Linked DNA regions of Mus musculus: region 1 is linked to region 2. The links are chromatin contacts, called in public promoter capture Hi-C maps. All regions are on one chromosome and are shown on one strand. Each heading gives the region's core, a stretch centred on a gene start, on an enhancer-like site or on the middle of the called end of the contact. The rest is flanking DNA. Distances are from core to core; before and after follow the strand shown. Region 1 overlaps Kcnq1 (potassium voltage-gated channel, subfamily Q, member 1). Region 2 holds the start of Trpm5 (transient receptor potential cation channel, subfamily M, member 5).

Region 1 (2,700 bases), core at 190-2,689, 330 kb before region 2:
TACAACTTGTGACCTGCTGTTGCAGGTTGGACCACCTTGTTGCATGGACAGCAGCTGGTGGAGCATGTCTGTGATGATCACCAGTCTCTGGTCCAGTTGTGTCACCTGTAAGGACAGAAACAGAGATGAACCTGGTGCTAGAGACAGCCTAGTGCAGGCCATATTAGGGCCTGGGCATTCAAAGCCTGAAAGAGAGTATGTCACATGTCTTTATAGCTGTGGGTTGAATTTATGTGTGTACCATGCCTAGAGGCCCTTGGTCACCCTCATGTGCATCTGTTATTGGGGTACAGGGGGTACAGTATAGTATTGAGTTCTTGTGTGTGTCCATACATGCATAAACCTGGGCGTGCTTAACAGTTATCTCTTGTTTCTAGGTAGACCTAGTGGCTGAGAGTCACCTCTTAGCCCCTTCCCGGGCCTTTTGGTCTTTGAGACTCTGGACAAACCTTATGGAGCTCCTAGAACAGTCTCTGGGTTCCTGTGGCCAAGAGGTGGTAGGGCTGGTGGCATGATGAGTGGGACCCCAGAGTCCCAAGCTATCTGCTCAGCTTGGATGGGTTTGGAACCTTACACAGTGCGGGGGGGAGGGGAGCTTTGTGGGAGGGGTTGGCACCCGGAGAGAGGGATTGGGACAGCTCAGGGTTGAGCAGGCAGAGGCTGGGTGGTTTCATGAAATAATGTCCACCCTTAAAGGTAACTCAAAGGTACTACTTTAGGACAACACCACCTTTCTAGGTCCCCATGGGTCAGGACAGTGACTGAGTAGATTTCTTGACTGTGTGGTCCTTACCCCATGCCTGGAAAGGGCTTGTTTTGCTCTAAGCACTAGGTGGGTAGCTAAGGAACTGGAGGGGAGACAAAGGCAGGGCAGAACCTGAGTAGGCCCTTGACAGAGGCCACACTTGCTGTGCTTGTAGGAGACACAATGAAGAGCCATTGGAGAACTCCTTAGAAAGAAGGAGCCATTGTGCAAGGGGCTGGAGCCCAGCCCTGGGGGCCTGAAATGCTCAGCTACTTCCTTTTCTCTCCTAGAAGAAAATACCCACTGTCCAGAGAGGCCAGAGCCCCTAGCATAATAACCTAGGAAGCAGGGCTGTCCCAAGGGCAGCTGGGAGACTCATGGAGGGGGCAGGGTTGGGGGGATATACAGGAACCTACCTAGCAGAAGCAATAGAGCAGGGGTTGGGAGAGAGAGGACCTCAGCTGCTGAGCACCTGGGGTGGTTCCTCCAGCATGCTCTGTCAGTACATCAGGGGTCTTCCTCATGTCTATATTTGGAACTAGTGTAAAGGGAATGCCTGTGATGCAGGGATGGAGCCAGAGGTTCTGACAGATGGCGTCATATTGTCAAACCTGCAAAGCTGCTTTAGGGAAAACCATGGGATGACTCAGCCAATTGCTGACCGCTGGCCTCAAAACCTGGGTGACTAGAGCCCTGAGGACAAGAGGCAGGCAGGGAATGGATCCCATCTTCCTGGACAAGTGTGTGTCATGAGTGAAGTCTGTGTCCCAGGCAGGCTTTTGATGCTTTCTGTACTGGCTTCTCTGTCCTAATACTTGTTTGTAGTCTGAAAGGGCTGGATAGGATTATCCAGGCTGGAGGGCTCACGTGGGGAAACTGAAGCCAGGGCTTAAGAGTACAGGGGGTGGAAGCTAAAGCTAGGTTGATCCTGGCAGGTGAAGCCAGAGTCCATGACCGGTCCAAGGCCTTGGTGAGTTCTGTACCAAAGGAGGGTTGTCTGAGGCTAGTCTTGGTCTAGCTTCATGCAACTTTAAACACACAGCTAATCTGAGTAGGCAGGAGAAAAGCATCAGTTGGCTCATGGAGATGGATGGCTTCATGAATGTTTCCTAACCCACAATTGAGCACCTGTGGACACATCTCATTTGCTAGTGGATAGAGTCCTTAAGGAGAGTTCTTGGGAGTGGGGGTGGGGCTGTTTGAAACCTCCTATGGGACAGCTGCCACAGGGTCTATCAAGCCTGTGTGTGCTAATCAAGGGTGTCCCTGAAGCTTCCCTGGACATTTCCCAAGCTCACAATGACCCCATGGATCCCACTTGAATCAACTGGGGTTTGGAGGAGTCTGTGTGGGTTCAAAGATATCGTATTGGCCAAGTTGCTAGGGGCAGGATATGGGCTAGAGTCTTAAGAGTGTCTAGAGTCTAGGACCTCACTGTGCCACTGTCACCTTGACAGGCCTTTGAAGACAGCAAACAGTGCAAGGGCTCCTTTGAATGTGCCCACTCCTTCAACTCTCCAGTCGCCTCAGAGTTTGCCTGGATTTCATGGTCATGTGTAGGACCCTTCTGGGTCTTCTTGGCCATCCATAGGATCTTCCTAGCTTGTCTAGCTACTCATAAATAGAATCTCTTGCTTGCCCTGGCTGTCATGGGTGAGGAACAGTAAGTTGTGGCTGAGTTCTTAAGCTTTTCTGGCCTTGTTCAGACCAGATTGCCTAAGCCAACTTGGATTGAGGTGGGAATACCAGGGCTTGGGTTCAAGGTCTGGAACATATTTAACCTGGGGAATCCTTGCTGGTGAGCTTAGGACCTTCTGTAGGATTGTGAGAGGATAGCCTTTGGGGGACATTCATAGGCCACTTTCAGGGGCTATCTTAAAAATGTTTGATACCCAACAAAGAGCCATTAGATGCCAACCTGGCAACAGAAGGGCCTGTGGGGGAGTTGGCCAGCG
Region 2 (2,700 bases), core at 97-2,596:
ATACGGGCAATTGAGCCTTGCCCAATGTCTATCTGCCCAGGGCCTGGAATGGTTTGGAAGCTGCTTCCCACTAAATGGCTATCTCCCCAGACCCCACTTATGCCTTCATATGGCTCATGACTATGCACATGCTCAGGCACACAACTGCCTTTGGGCACATGTTCTGTATACTTTCATATTCTGCACTTGGGGTTGGCTGGGGCTGCCCAGGGTCCAGCAGAACTATGGGGGAAGTGGCTGTTGATGGGCAAATGAGGAAGCAAAGGTCATTTCAGATGACAAAGCAGCACTGAGCAACGCTGCTGGGGTGCCTGGGAAGTGAGCTATAGGGGATGTGCCCTGTGTGGGTGTGGGCCTGGGTGAAGGGGTCCTTGAAAGACATGGGAGCCTGTGGTGACAAGCCTGCAGGAGATGCTCCAAGGAGTGGTGCCCCAAGGGAGCAAAAGAAAAAGTGTCAGGGCCTTTCTGGGTTTGATTATTAGGATCACAGGGGTCCATGAAAGGTTGTGGGTAAGGAGAACCATAATATGGTATTGGCCTAGAACGGTTAGGGAATATTTGGTGCAGTCCTTCGAGTGTCCAAAAGATGGAGGTAAAGGGGCAGCAGCAGATGAAGGAAGGGTTCTGGAAGCACTCCTATTCTCCACCTAGTCCTCAGACATAGGAAGGCTAGGCTTTGGATTGCTTGGTGGACATGAACTTAGGCTAGATTTCTAGAATCCAGTGAACTCTGGCCTTGTTCTATACTGAGATCCGGCCATTCCACCTAGGCCCCCGCTATGTACCCTCCTCCAGAGCTGTACCCCACAGCTCTCAAGCACTCAAGGCTTATAGTCCCTGCTCTTCAGGGCTCAAGTGGCTAGAGCTGGTCTGAGCCCCCAGCCCAGCTTGTAATTTTAGAAGGGCATCAAATGGGCATGGCTTATGTCAAGGTAACATGACAGGTATGCTAGGGGACATGCTAGCTCAGATGGTGATGTAACTGTGGCCCTCTTGCTTAGGACAAAGCCAGAGGGAGACCCCTCTCCCTGCCCCACCCAGGTCCTGTTTTTGCCTGTGATCTTGGCGCCCTCTGGTGGCTAATGTTGGGTCCTTGGCTGCTGCCCAACCCCTATCCTCCTACCCCTGGGGTTCATGGCAAAGTAATGAAAGCCAGATCCTGTGGTCTCTGGGGGAAGGGCTCACAGAAACACTGTCAAGAGCTGTCATGAGGGTCTTCCCCAGTTATTCACAACCGCCTGGAAGCTTGGCATGAGTATCTCGGTCTACAGGAAGAGAAACCGGGACTTCGTGTTGAAGGAGCTGGATAGATCAACAGGAAAAAAGCCAGTGTCACAGCCATGAGAAGCATCACGAGCAACAGCCCTGAGCCTCAATTTGGAGGCAGTCCTCATGCAGTCCAAGGCACTGACTGCCTGACTGGTAAGTAGCTAGTACTCAGCTCACTCACACCATAGGATTCTCCAGGAGTGTGGCACACCACAGATCAGGGCAGACATCTCCAGACCTTCTGGGACCTCAGGAGACAGTTCATCTGCTTGCCTATCATCATTGGGACCACTTGTCAGACACCCTTTCATGGATCATGTGTCCTTAAGGCAGTTCTTGTTTCCTCAACTAGAGAAACTGAGGCTTGGTGAGAAATGAAGCAGAATTCCCATCTGACCTCTGATCTCATGTTAGAGTACAGACACCCAGGCCGTACTCATCGTCTGTGCCAGGCAGAGCCCAGGGAGGAAAGGACCCATGTTTCATGTAACCCCTCTTCATGTAACAGTGGGCTCTTGGCCAGCCTGGATGTGCTCTCAGACCAGTGGCACCAATCTAGCCCTTGGTGGATGGGTGGTACCCTAGGTTCACTCATGCCCAGCTTTCTAAGACATCATTGGCTGCCAGGTGCTGGGTGTGGCATGTGGGTGGATCGAGGGAGGAACACAGCCTGCAGTAGGTAAGTGCCTCTAACACTCAGCACCAGCAGCTACATGCCAGGAATCTGGAAGGAACGGGCAGGTAAGCTCACACCAGGGTCAGCTTGCATAGGAGTGGGGCCAGAAAGTCGCTCAGTCCTCTGCTGAGAAGGTAGGAAGGGCAAGCAGGAGCTATGTTCTAGCCACATTTCTACCTCATGTTCTCCATCAGGGATGGCATCATGAGGACAAGTCTGCCATGAGCAAGGGAAAGGGCTACCCATTGTTCGGGAGGGTCTGGGTGGAGGGCAATCCAAACTGTGAGCCTCAGACTTGGAGATTACATCAGCCGCAGCACCTTGGAAACTCAGCCCAAGCTCAGGGGCTGCAGGAGGGAGGGGTGTAGGGGTGGGGACCCAGCTCCTCATAGTTGTATCTACGTCCTGCTCTGTCAGCAATGTCAGGTCTCTTCACCAAGGGGATGAGGGGTGCCATGCTAATTCATGCATGCAGTGACCTTCTTAGTTTTACCCACATATCACTGTAAGCTGGCACAGAGAGTTTAGGGACAAGTACGTTCAGGACCCCAGGATTTGGGTGCCAGATCTGTCGTGCTCTGGGCTCTTCCTATCTTAGGGGCGGAGAAGTACATTTATTTCAGGCTCTTTCTGTGACCGTCTCAGCTAGTAAGAGCCTCCAAGGTCTCCACTGCCTTGGGATTAAGAATCTGTTTTTTGTCTTTCAGAATTCAGGCATAGGATAATGATCAGGGTCATGTAGCTCCCCCCACCCC

The links. Promoter capture Hi-C pulls out the DNA fragments that hold promoters and counts their contacts.
Region 1: a promoter capture Hi-C map of trophoblast stem cells shows a contact between it and region 2, with 5 times the contacts expected there. The contact joins the enhancer-like site here to the promoter of Trpm5 in region 2. A contact is called at or near these places in 19 of 39 promoter capture datasets (the 3T3-L1 cell line, the HPC-7 cell line, cranial neural crest and 11 more), 1 of 484 Hi-C or Micro-C datasets (bone marrow-derived macrophages), 2 of 115 datasets of contacts at active chromatin or transcription factors (embryonic stem cells and stem cell-derived neural progenitor cells) and 3 of 9 other capture datasets (adipose tissue, embryonic stem cells and liver).

What each region holds. Positions count from the first base shown.
Region 1 is chr7:143,423,315-143,426,014 of GRCm38.p6, reverse strand. Kcnq1 (potassium voltage-gated channel, subfamily Q, member 1) reads right to left here. Exons shown (of 16, transcript NM_008434.2): 16 at 1-105. Among named protein-coding and RNA genes, the nearest start is that of Cdkn1c, 36 kb to the left of the region's middle. Within about 2 kb of position 1,439, at least 5 of the 459 cell types and tissues checked have an H3K27ac peak or open chromatin away from gene starts, as enhancers often do. A contact at or near this core is called in trophoblast stem cells, where this site is marked.
Region 2 is chr7:143,093,288-143,095,987 of GRCm38.p6, reverse strand. It overlaps Trpm5 (transient receptor potential cation channel, subfamily M, member 5), which reads left to right and starts at 1,346. Exons shown (of 25, transcript NM_020277.2): 1 at 1,346-1,422.